Linked DNA regions of Mus musculus: regions 1, 2 and 3 are each linked to region 4. A link is a contact called in public promoter capture Hi-C data. All regions are on one chromosome and are shown on one strand. The core of a region is the stretch at or near the end of the contact, and the rest is flanking DNA. Distances in the headings are between cores, read along the strand shown. Region 1 holds the start of Tbl3 (transducin (beta)-like 3). Region 2 holds the start of Pkd1 (polycystin 1, transient receptor poteintial channel interacting). Region 3 holds the start of Ppp2r5d (protein phosphatase 2, regulatory subunit B', delta). Region 4 holds the start of Prrc2a (proline-rich coiled-coil 2A).

Evidence for each region. Promoter capture Hi-C pulls out the DNA fragments that hold promoters and counts their contacts.
Region 1: a contact with region 4 is called in a promoter capture Hi-C map of cranial neural crest. The contact joins the promoter of Tbl3 here to the promoter of Prrc2a in region 4. A contact is called at or near these places in 3 of 39 promoter capture datasets (cranial neural crest, embryonic stem cells and maxillary cranial neural crest).
Region 2: a contact with region 4 is called in a promoter capture Hi-C map of hippocampal neurons, with 3 times the contacts expected there. The contact joins the promoter of Pkd1 here to the promoter of Prrc2a in region 4. A contact is called at or near these places in 4 of 39 promoter capture datasets (cranial neural crest, frontonasal cranial neural crest, hippocampal neurons and 1 more).
Region 3: a promoter capture Hi-C map of cranial neural crest shows a contact between it and region 4. The contact joins the promoter of Ppp2r5d here to the promoter of Prrc2a in region 4.

The regions. Positions count from the first base shown.
Region 1 is chr17:24,706,336-24,709,378 of GRCm38.p6, reverse strand. It overlaps Tbl3 (transducin (beta)-like 3), which reads left to right and starts at 1,726. Exons shown (of 22, transcript NM_145396.4): 1 at 1,726-1,855. The coding sequence starts at 1,815.
Region 2 is chr17:24,548,409-24,551,383 of GRCm38.p6, reverse strand. It overlaps Pkd1 (polycystin 1, transient receptor poteintial channel interacting), which reads right to left and starts at 1,434. Exons shown (of 46, transcript NM_013630.2): 1 at 907-1,434. The coding sequence starts at 1,121. It overlaps LOC115488769 (a long non-coding RNA gene), which reads right to left and starts at 900. Exons shown (of 2, transcript XR_003952238.1): 1 at 1-900.
Region 3 is chr17:46,703,567-46,706,479 of GRCm38.p6, reverse strand. Ppp2r5d (protein phosphatase 2, regulatory subunit B', delta) reads left to right here and starts at 1,478. Exons shown (of 15, transcript NM_009358.3): 1 at 1,478-1,647. The coding sequence starts at 1,621. Gm52314 (a long non-coding RNA gene) reads right to left here and starts at 855. Exons shown (of 2, transcript XR_003952400.1): 1 at 772-855.
Region 4 is chr17:35,163,375-35,166,711 of GRCm38.p6, reverse strand. It overlaps Prrc2a (proline-rich coiled-coil 2A), which reads left to right and starts at 1,835. Exons shown (of 31, transcript NM_020027.3): 1 at 1,835-1,977.

The sequences.
Region 1 (3,043 bases), core at 477-2,976, about 10 Mb after region 4:
CACTGAGTAACTGCTGCCAAGCCTGATAATCTGAGTTTAATCCCTGGGATCTACACAGTGGAAGAAAGAAGTTATTTCCAGGTCCTCTGTCTATACATATACTATGTGGAGTGGGCAGATGTGTGGCGCGCGCGCGTGCGCGCACACACACACACACACACACACACACACACACACACACACACACACACTAAATGATAACTTGAGGGTATCAGAGAGGCTGAAACAGAAAGAGCTTGAGCCTGAAGCCAGTCTAGATTATCACACAATTCCAGACCAGCCTAAAACTAACTGAATACATAATCAGACTCTTCCTTAATCATTTTTTTTCCCGAAACAGGGTTTTTCTGTGTAGCCTTGGCTGTGCTGAAACTTATGCTATAGACAAGGCCGACCCTGAATTCAGAGATCCACCTACCTCAGCTTACTGAGTGTAAATTAATTTTCTTTTTAAGATTTATTTATGTAACCAGTGTTCTGCCTGCATGTACGACTGCAGGACAGAAGAGGGCACTAGATCTCATTATGTATGTTTGTGAGTTACCATGTGTTTCCTGGAAATTGAACTCAGGATCTCTGGAGAAGCAGTCAGCACTCTTCACCACTGAGCCCTCTCCAGCCTGCAAGTTAATTTTAAAATTTATTTATAAAGTGCTCTATCTACATATACATCTGCATGCCAGAAAGGGACATTAGATCACATTATAAACAGCTGTCAGTCACCATGTGGTTGCTGGGAATTGAACTCAGGACCTCGGGAAGAGCAGCCAATGCTCTTAACCACTGAGCTATCTCTCCAGCCCTGCAAATTATTATTATTTTTTATTTATTATTTATTATTTTTATTTTTTTGGTTTTTCGAGACAGGGTTTCTCTGTATAGCCCTGGCTGTCCTGGAACTCACTTTGTAGACCAGGCTGGCCTCGAATTCAGAAATCCGCCTCCCTCTGCCTCCCGAGTGCTGGGATTAAAGGCGTGTGCCACCACGCCCGGCTACAAATTAATTTTTAATGAAAAGAAAACAAGCCGGAAGGACACGCCTTTAAATCCAGCAGTCGCGAAGTAGAAGTAAGCAGATCTTCAATAGAACGAGTTCTAGGACAACCAGTGCTTCAGAGAATCTGTATCTCGAAAAACACAAAAGGGAGTGGGGGGAGAGGGAGGGAAGGAGGAAAGGAGAGCGAGACAGACAGACAGTTACACACACACAAACACACATCGGGTTGGGGGCGGGGCACAGAGGCGAAAGTCCTGGACAAGATCTACAGAAGCATGTGATAGGGGAAGCTTTTTTTGTTTTGTTTTGTTTTGTTTTGTTTTTGTTTTTCGAGACAGGGTTTCTCTGTATAGCCCTGGCTGTCCTGGAGCTCACTTTGTAGACCAGGCTGGCCTCGATCTCCCCAGTGCTGAGATTAAAGGCGTGCGCCACCACGCCCGGCGATAGGGGAAGCTTTAAGCACCGCCGAGACACCAATCCGTTGTTGTAAAAGACATCTTGTCTAACAAAACCAAAAGAAAAAAAAAAAAAGGACAGGACAGTTAAGGAAAGGAAAGGAAAAAGGAAAGGAAAGGAAAACAGACCCAAATGAAAACAGTAAATAAGACGTTCTACTGCCAGCTGCCAGCATCCACACTGGATATGCCTTCGGCTCCCACTCCCAGTGGCAGCAGCCGGTCTCCCGGCGCGCATGTTGATGGCGTCAAGGAGTTGCGGCTCCTGACGTCATCACCGCGTGCCTTGAAGTACAGAGTAGCACACTGGCCGGTTCACGCGGGGAGAAAGGCTGCTGAACTTGGAGGCGCTGCCCTGGGACATGGCCGAGACTGCGGCGGGATTGTGCCGCTTCAAAGCCAAGTAAGTCCTCGGAGGAGGCGCGGACCCGAAGGGAAATGGGGAGGAACCGGAAAAGGGAGCCAGGAGTTTAGGAGGGGTGTTCATTGTGATAGCGGGGGCTCTGAGTCCTGAGCTCAGTCAGTTCCCCTGTGAACAGCTGCTGTTTAGTGCTAAGATAGGAAGAGGCTCTGCCTTTATTCATAGTGTGCAGTTTTCAGATAACTAATTTCCATCTGTCACTGAGTGGAATGGATTATGGCAAGGGAGCTCTTGCAAAGAAAAGCCTCGGTGCTGACAGCATCTCTGTTGATGGGTTAACTGGTTGCAGAGTCTCCGACGCTGCTTTTATTTTGATGGGCAGACTTCCACGGACTGGACTTAGGAGGTTGGAGGGCAGAGCATTTGAATTTGGAAAGCCCAGCCCAGCCCAAATAGAGGGCAGAAGCAAATGACCTGTTATAGTGCCTGGGCCAGGAGCAGTGACGCTGTGGTGTTGACTATTAAGAAAGATAGGCAAAGCTGGGCATGGTGGCTCACGCCTTAAATCCCAGCACTCGGGAGGCAGAGGCAGGCGGATTTCTGAGTTCGAGGCCAGCATGGTCTACAAAGTGAGTTCCAGGACAGCCAGGGCTACACAGAGAAACCCTGTCTCAAAAAGCAAACAAACAAAAAAGAAAAGAAAAGAAAGAAAGGAAGGCAGGCAAAAGTCCTTCTGGGCCAGGCAGGGTAATGTCACAAAAGCATGTGAGGTGTGAAAGAAGGGGAAGTTTAGGCACTGCAGAGACACCCCTCAGTTGTTTTAGAAGTCATTAGACAACAGAGATGAAAGCGCTGGTAAGAAACTCACTGAGGAGACTGCAATGGCCACCGCCATTACCTCCCAGAAAATTTCATCGGCTTGGACCAAAGCAGTAGAGGGAGTGGAAAAGAGGGCAGCTTTAGTCAGATCCCAGAAGTCACTGTTAGTCGGGAGAAACCAAATGACACTGAGGCTGGAGGAGTGGGGTGGCATGCTGGGCCTACTGGTCAAGACTTTGAGAGTATGTTACTATTCCTGGCCTCCCACAACTAGTAGAGAGCCCCCAAAAGACCTCAGTGCTGAAGCCTGGGCTGTTGGGCTTCCTTCACCTTGAGTCAGGCCCATCTCTTCAACCTGTCTGATGACCCCATGAGAGCCACTGGGGCATGCATCTCAGCCTCTCCATAATG
Region 2 (2,975 bases), core at 185-2,684, about 11 Mb after region 4:
GGTTGCCAACACTGCAAAGGTCCAAACCTAAGCTATGATGTCTAGGCTGTGATACCTTGAAAATACATCGCATCTCCAAGCTTCTTTCCTCACCTGTAAAACAGAGGTCTGGCTCTACGCCAGAGAACTGGACTAAGAATTAAGTGTGATAATCTATAAAAAGAGACTAGTTAAGCCTGGTTCAAGATGTTGATCTCTCAGTGAGATTTGCCTGTTACTTTCAGAAGGCAAAACTGCCGAAATGGCAAATGTTTTAACCCCTCCTGGCAATTTCCCCTCCCTAAGTACCACTAGAGGCCCACATCCATCACACCCTCTACTCCCTAACACTTCTCCAGCAGTCACTATGTGTGGCCAACCTCAGGCCAGGCCGCTGGACCAACCTTTTGTCCCTTAAACATAGTCAATTCTTACACATCCATAAAATTCTTGTCGAGACTCTTCCCCTAGAGGCCAGCTCTGAGCCCCAACAGAAATCTCCAACCCCAGGATACACCTCAATTAGTCTCTAATTAACGTTTATTCCGCAACCTCCTACCACGCCCCACGCACTGTTGTAGCTCCTGTTTGAGGAGCCCCGCAACGTAAAACGTCAGTCTTCGTAGGAACTGGGATTTTTGGCTACTCTTCTGGGTCACGCCGGCTGAGGTCCAAGGTTTTCCTTATTTAGTCGGGCCGACATCCCTGCTGGAGCCTCGCCCTAGGAGCGGCCAGGCCCCGCTGCGTCTTGCGGCCCGAGCTCAGGACCGCGCCCACGCTCTGCGGCCGACAGCCCGGCAAAGCTCCAGAAGGGCTCTATCTACCTCAGCCCTGCTCCCGCCGGACCCAGTCATGATGCTCTAGCCAGGCCGCCCGCCGCCATGGCAACCGCCTGCCCGCCTGCACTGCCTCGGCGCAGCTACTCACAGCGCGGTGGCGTCAGCCGGGATGCGCAGACTCGGCCCTAGCGTCTGCAGCCAGCGGCCGGAGCAATTGACGCGGCAGGCGGCGTCGGGCGCAGGGCCGCAAAAGCAGGGGAGCGGGCAAGGCCCGCAGCCGCGCCCAGGGTCTCCGGCCAGCGCTCCGAGCCACAGGCCCAGGCCTAGGGCCAGCGCCAGGAGAGCAGGCGCGCCGAGCGGCATCGTCAGCGCAGCCCGCGCATGGCCCCGGTTCCCCGAGGCCCCTTGCGCCGGCAGCCGCAGTTCAGGAGGGGCCCGCGGACCTCATGGTGCGGCACGGGGCTGAATGCCGCGGCGGCCGTGGCCCGTCTGCGGTGCGACAGCTGCTCAGCGCTCTGGGGCAGGCCGCACCTCAGGGCCTTGGCCGCCTGCTCGCGCATTCGCGCTGCACTGCAGACCCAGCGCCAGCTCCTCCTCCTCCCCCACCTCCGGCGTGGGGCGGGGCGCCCTCAGACTCCGCCCCTGCGCTTCCAAGTTGGCTGTAGGTGGGACTGGATGAAGAGAAGGCCTTCACAGGCTCCGCCCTCTTCATTGCAGATCCTGCAGTAGGCGGGGCCTGAAGGAAGGGCGCCCTCAGAGGCTCCGCCCAGTGAGCGTGAGCCTTGGTGGGCGGGGTCTCACGGGAGGGGAGTCCTCCGGAGGCCCCGCCTTCTGCACCGCTGGGTCTGCTGCAGACCAGGCTTGAAGGTGGAGGAAGCTCCGCCCCCTCTGCTGCGGCGTTTCGAGCCCCGAGTCAGGCTGCGGTTTGAGCAGCTGCCCGCTTAGGCTGTCCCCTACCCACAACGGCTGGAGAGCTTATGGCTATTCACCCTGCTTTCCCGAGTTCCCCCTTGAAGTCCTCTGGCTGTTGAGGCCTTCTTGGAGTCAGTAGGTTTCTTCGCTCCTAGCCTTCTGCAATCAACAGTCACAATATTAAAAACACTAGTAGGTGCAGAAGAGAGGGCTCAGCACTGGGTGGTGGTGGCAAAGACTTTAATCCCAATACTCGGGTGGCAGAGGCAGGTGGATCTCTGAGTTCAGAGCCCAGCTTGGTCTACAGAGTGAGTTCCAGGACAGCTAGGGATATACCGAGAAACCCTGTGGAGGTGGGGGGTCGGTTAGCGGATAAAGGAAGCCTAATCAGCTGAGTCCTCTCCCGAAATCCACGTACACAAATCCAACTTATACAAAGTTGTCCTCTGGCCGCAACACCCTGGCCATAGCATGCGCTCTACACTGATAATAAATTAAAAAAACAAAACAAAACAAAAAACCCTGCGACCTACAGTTTCTGGGTGCCAGCTGTGCGAGCTTCCACTTCGCAAGTCTTCTCTGACCCTGGAGAGTACCGCCGACCTGAGTCAATAAATACTTGCTGCGTCATATCATGGACCTCTGCCAGAGCATGCTGCAGAGGCTCAGAAGTGATGCATGAGATTGAGCTCACCTGGAGTGGGTGCAGTTTAGCGCCGTGCCCTCCACCACTCCGCGCAGACCACCCTGCGGAGGTGCTGGGGAGACGCTGTACCACCCGCCCACCCGCCAAGCAGCTCCATCTCAGGCTTCAGTCTCCAGGTACTGTAGATCCTTGTGCGCAGGAGCTAAAGACAAAATTAAATTGAGAGAAAAGACTCCAACCATAGCACCGGGGAGTAATCCTTGAAAAAAATGTTTAGACGTCCAAATACCAAGAACTACACAGGAAATATTCAAAAAGGGAAAGAAAAATTAAATTAAAAAGGGAGAGAAAAGTCCACAAAGACAGGAAGTTGATGAGTGCCTTGAGACTGGAGGAAAGGGGTGGGACGTTCTTTGGGGCCAATAAGCATGTTTGTTCCGTAATTAGACGAGTGAATGAACAGCCTTATTAAATATATTGAAACGCACAGAAGCCGGGTGAGGTGGCACACGCCTTTAATCCCAGTACTCAGGAGGCAGGGGCAGGCAGATTTCTGAGTCCAAGGCCAGCCTGGTCTACAGAGTGAGTTCCAGGAAAGCCAGGGCTACACAGAGAAACCCTGTCTCGAAAAACAAACAAACAAACAAAACCAACTCACA
Region 3 (2,913 bases), core at 229-2,728, about 12 Mb before region 4:
TGGAAGAGCAGCAAGTACTCTTAACCACTGAGCCTTGTCTTTTTTTCCATTCTGTTCTTGAAGTTTTAAAATTGTGTGTGTGTATGTATGTATGTATGTATGTATGTATGCATGTGTCTATCAGGTCCCTTGGGGCTGGAGTTACAGGCAATTGTGAAGCAGCTAATGTGGGTGCTGGGAACTGAATTCAGGTCTTTTGGAAGAGCACCATCTTCCCAGCCCCCATCTTTCCCAATATTGGGGCTACTGCTCTTTGTGTAAGGATGATTGACTATTGTTTGGTTATCATGCTCCTGGGGGAATCCAAGACCTCTTTCCTGGGGAACAAACGGCCACAGGCTTATTTGTAACTTTTTAGTTCTGAGAGTTGTTTCTTTGTTGTTGTTGTTTGTGGTGGCGGGTAGGTTTTTTTTTTTTTTTTTTTTTGTCTTTTTTTTTTCTTTCTTTTAAGAGGTTCTTATTGTAGTCCAAACTGGTCTGCAACTGGCTATAGTTAAGGCTGGTCTGTAACGCCTGATCATCCTGCCTCTATCTTCCAAGAGGTGGGGTTACAGGGGCAAACCCATCACACCCAGCTCGCAGATTTATTTTTGATGGACCTCCTCCAGTTCTTTAATGTAATCTATTGGCTACTAGGATAACTAAAATATATTCCTCCATGTCATTCTGAGGTTTGTGTAATTTATGTGATTGTATTTTAATCGTCTCTTAATACGAGTCTGTGAACCTCATTAGAGTGGGAACTACCTGAGGGCAAGAACCCAGTCTTACCCACTTGAACACTAGCTTGGGTGCGGCGGCGGCTCAGGGCTCAGGTAGGGAACGATGAGGCTGCTTTTTCACTTCATTCTCAGTGGCTCCAAACGCAGCTGTTTTACCGATTCCAGCACCCTTCCAGCAGCTACAGGGACCCACGTCTTGAAGCTGCAGCAAACCAGGGTTTCTTATTTTATTTCAGCCCGGTTCCACCGCTGATAGGCTTTCCCCTCTGCTCCTCTGCAACTGTGATCTAGGACAGACTTGATGAATGCCCGGGAGTACCCTTGGGAGTCTTCTCTATCATTTCACGTGTGCAATTTGAGCTACTTTAAATTCCTGTGAAGAAAGGTGCCCTTTTCGTGTTAGGGCCTTTTTCCTCCAGTCCGTACGAAGCAGGGCAGGTAGAAGAGCAGGGGAGAACATGAGAGCCACTTCTGGAGGGAAGGAGCAGAGCTCAAAGGACTGAAGAATAGCAGAGGACGACGCACAAGGCGACGCCGGAGAACAGATCTGCTAGCCAAGCTCGGGTTTCCCCATGGCTCCGCCTCCTCCACGAAGCCCGACCCTTTTCAGGGCGGGACCTTCCACTCCAGCCAATTCTGGGAGCCGAACCCTGGCGGTTTGTACTCTTTCTTTCCAATGAGAAAAAAGGGAAGCTGCTTGGCTCCAATGACCAATCCGAGGAGGCGGCTCCTGGTTCTCAGGCAGGTTTGTAAGAGTTCGGGCCAATTGGAAGCGCAGCCACGGCTCGGCCCGGGCGCAGCGCGCAGGCGGTGGCGAAGAGACGCCGAGCGGGCCGAGTGTGGCCGAGCAGAGCCGGAGCGGGGCCGCAGGAGCCGGGCCGGGTGTGGACCGGCCGAGATGTCCTATAAACTGAAGAAGGATAAGGTGAGCGTGGCCTTTCCCCTTGCGCCTCCGCCGCCGGGCCTGCGCGCAGCTCTGGGAGGGGCCCGAGGCAGGCCCGGGACAGCCTCAGACTGACCCTCTGGTCCGGCCCCCCGCAGCACTCCCGCGGCCAGCCCCAGGGCCGCGCGACTGCCAGCACCCCCAGTCCGTGCAGCAGCTGGGACAGCTCTCCGTCTTTGCCCGGACAGATTTCCCCCCACCTATCCCTCTTCCCTTCCTCTTTGCTCCTATCCCCGGCCCCCTCCAGATCTGCTCCACTCCCGGCTCACTCCCTTGCTTTTTCTCCCCGCCTTTATCTGTCCCCGATCCCCCACGGTTTGGGACAGTGCTCATTTAAGACCGCATTTCCCTCCAGTACTTCCCCCACCCCCGCCCTGAGCAGCCCCTTCCCTCTTCTCCTCACCAGCTTAAAAGACGGCCTCTCCACAGTTCTGTACAGTCCCTCCTTCCCCCCCCCCGCCCCCCCACGACAAGCCCCTGACCTAGAACCGCTCTGCTTTCTCTCTCCTCCGCCCAAATCTGGCCTAGGCCCCTCCCTCGAGTCTTCCTTTACACACAAACTTGTAAGCCAGGACCGAGCCCTTCTTCTGTTGATGGAACCCCAGAACGTCTGTGCTGGAAGGGAGCTTTGGAGCACATGCAGACTAGCATGCTAGTGGTACAGATGAGGAGACTGAGGCCGGGTCAGGGGAAGGGACTTGTCCAAGGTCACACATCCTGCTGGAGGCCCAGCTGCAATATCAGGTCTCCCAACTTGGAGGGCTCTTCTGTGCAAGTGCCTAACTGGCATCAGCTGGCTTCCATGTTCACCCTAGACGGGACTCGGTTTCTAATCTGTTAGAGGCTCCTCCCTGTATTCCTTAGGATAACCTTTGCATTTCCTTTTTTTGCACCAGGACAGGATTTCTCCCTTTCTTCTGGCCTGTTCTGTTTAGTTTTCTTCTCATTCTGCCGTCCAGTACACTCGGTTTCTTTATTATTTGCAGTGGCAGAGATCAGACCCAGGGTCTTGCACATGCTAAGCATGTGCAGTACCATTGGGCTACACTCCCAACCCCACAGGCCATTTCTTGATGTTACCGTCTTTTGCCATCTTTTGCCTCCAAACCACCCTGACCTGTCCCTGCCTTTCCCTTTGTTTGCTGCTCTTGCTTGATCTGTGGTTCTTCTGAGAAGCAGACTCAGCTGGGGAGGCTGGAACTGGTCTTCAGACTCCCCAGCTTTTGGGCTGGCCCCTTGTGTTGGGCT
Region 4 (3,337 bases), core at 586-3,085:
TGTGTCTCAAAATGGACTAATATTGCTCTGTGTGTGTGTGTGGGGGGGTGGTACATATGGAGGCCAGAGAGCAACCTTGGCTGCCATTTCCCAGATCATGCCCACCTTGGTTTTGTGTGTGTGGTTTTGAGATGAGTTCTCTCTTCTCTCATGGCCTTGACCTACCTATGAGAGTGTGGCGGCAGGCCAGTGAGTCCTAGGGGATCCATCCGTCTCTCGCCTCTACAGCACTGGAACTACGGCGGACGCCAAGTGCTTCTTTCTCCCTCCCCCCCTACTCTCTCTCCCCATATATCTTTTAACCTGCTCCCACCAGGACAGTCAGGTTATTCCTCTGCCTCTACAATATCCCATGCATGTCTCTGGTACTTCAAACTGTTACTGATGACCACTGGAGAGATGGCTCAGCACTTGCTGTTCTTTCAGAGGACCTGGATTCGATCCCCAACACCTACATCTGGGAACTCACAATCACCAGTAATTCCAGTTCAAAGAGATCTGAACTCCTCTTGGTACAGGAACCAAGAACCCAGGTGGCACCAGGAACCCACTTGGTACATATGCATATATGTAGATATGCATACAAATAAAATAAAAACAAATAAATGTTTCTAGAGTTAGGAAAATGGCTCAGCGGATGAAATGCTTGCTAACAAGCATGAGGACCTAAGTTTGGACCTCCTGTACTCATGTCCAGGCTGGGCAGATCACTCCTGTCTGTAACTTCAGCACCGGGATGCAGAGATAGAAAGATCTCAAGCTCTTTGGCCAGTCCATATGGAATCTGAGCTCAGCCATCCAAGTATCAAGATTCACTGAAAGATGAAAAGAATGTCTCAAAAAATAAAGTGTTTGCGCGAGCCCTCTGGACGTCAACCTCTGGTTTGTAAAGGCCAGTGAGCACCCACCAATATACATAAAAATTCACAGGAAAATGTTGAGTAAGTGTAAGTGTGGTGAGAGGCAAAGATTTCTACAGTCAAGTACTAAGAAACAAAGAGGGGAAGTAGTACGACCTTTAAAGCTGAAACTCATTGTTGAAGGAACATTAATTATAAAAACAGTTTTTAAAACTATTGAGCATAAAAATTAAATGTCAAATATCCGCCGTAGTTAGTCGCTGCTAAAATTTGGAAGAGTAGGTCATTCCTTGCCTTTGTTCAAATTGTTTGCATATATTATGCAAATACCCAGAACCATTCGAAGAACGCCTACTCGAAGAAAGTCAATGATACACTCCTCTGGACCCTTTGATTGGCTTGCCTATCCACTTCATTTGCATGACGTGATTTGATAACTGGAAAGCCCCGCCTCCCTGACGCGTTTACCTCTCACGAATGGACACCAGACCTGAAATTCTTCCAGGGTCTATGTAACTCCGCCCTCGACTAACTAATCCCTTCCATTCGTCGCAGTTCTTTCCGTCTTCTCCGCTGAGAGTGACCGGGGCCTAGCATCCCTTCCCTGCGTGTCTCTCGGCTCCCAGCCGTCCGCGGACCAACTACGCATGCGCATCCTTTTTCTCCCACCATCCGTCGTGTAAATTCTGCGCCCCAACGGCCTCGCATTCCGCCCGGTCTACGCGTCTCAACTGCCGACGCCAAGACGTCTCCCTAGCCAACCGGCGTCCTAGCGTCTGTAAGTCCCTCCCCTTTATGCAAATATCCTCCACACACTGCCTTTATTTTTTTAAAGTAGGGACAGCCCTGAAGAGCGGAGGGGTCGGAGAGTAAGGGCTCCGCCCCCTATGCAAATAAGGGGGCGTGCCCAGCCGCGGAGGGAGGCGGGAGGTGGGGGGTGTTCCCGGGGGCGGCGGTTGCCCGGATGGGCCGTTAGTCGGAGCCCAGCCGCGGAGTGAGCGAGGGAGACGGGAGGAGCCGAGCGCGGCGCCATCCGCCGCCATCCGCCCCCGCCCCGCCGCCATCCGCCCCGGGAAGCCTTTGAGCCCGGGTCCCGGACCCCCACGCACCCGGCTAGGTGAGTCTGGGCGAGCTGGGCGCTGACGCCCTTTCCGGCGCGGGGCGGCGGCAGCGGCGGCGGCGGGCCGGGGGAGAAGCTGCCATCAGCCGCCGCCATCTTGTCCTCCTGCCGCCGGCCTGCCCCTCCCCCTCGGCCTGCGCCGGCCGCTCCCAGGCCGCTGTGGAGGGCTGGGGGCGGCCGCGGCCCAGCAGCCTGCTCCTCAGGGCACGACCGCGCTCCAGGCCGCGGTTCCTGCTCGCGTCGCGCCCTCGGCCCCTCGGCCGGCCCGGGGCCCCTCCGCCGCCTGTAGACCTACCCTTTGAGGGGCTCTTGGTGTTTCTGGAGCCCTTGCTGCCACCCGGCGCTATGGCTCCCGGTCTTTCTTGGTCTTTGCGTCGAGTCACTCTGGTTCTGGAGCCCCGCTTTCGGCCAGCATCTTCGCCTTTCTGCGTCCCCCAAGCCTCTGCGTTCCCTTTTCCCCCCATGGCCCTATCTCCTCCTCTTCCCTCTTTTCTTCTGAGCTCCCCTGACACTGCCCCTTGTCAGCCTTCCTCAGCCGTTCCTGCTTCCCTCCCTGCTTTCTGCTTGATTCTCTCTTTAGCAGTTGAAATCTGTCTGCTCTACGGTTTTTCTGCTTTCTCCCCCTTTCATGGTAGATTTCAGATTGCCTTCCTTAAGTGCCTAGAGAGCAACCCCTGTCTTCTTTTCTCTGGCTTGTGGTAAAGTTAGTTCTCTCCCCGATTTTGGCTTTCATCCTAGGCCTGCATGCTTTCTTGCTATCTTCCATCTCTTTTTCACACTGTTCCCACCCACAAATGAATGCCCGGTCACTCGAGGATGGATTCAGATGTAGAGTTTTTCCTGCCTGAGGAGTAAGGGCTGTTAGGGGAACAAATGACTGCTTATGAAGAGACTGGATGAGGATAAAAATGGTAGTTGGTTCTGGGTTTGGCCTCTGCTGCCTGGCCCATGGTTACAGGGTGTTGTCGAGGTAGCTCCGTCATGCTGTGGTTTTCCTCAGTTTTACATGGGGTCCACTAGTTTTTTGTTTTTTTGTTTTTTTCTGCCAGCAGAATTGTTTCCAAGAGCCTGTGTGGGGGCTATGTAAGGAATAGATGGAATATTTTGCATCCAGGGGTTCTGTGGAGCCCCTGTTGTTTAGTAAGGCTTAGTCTGGCACCAGCTCCTGGTCTGAGAGCAAGCTCATAAAAATCCTTAAGCTCCCAGCATACCTTCCTTCAAACCTCCCAGATGGGACTTAAGGCTGCTGGGAATGAAACCTGGGACACAGGGCCCTGGGGCGTGATTAGGGAGCTGGTGTCTAATAGGTTGACAATCTGAAGTTCTTGTACTTGCTCGATAGAGTTGTGTACCTCAT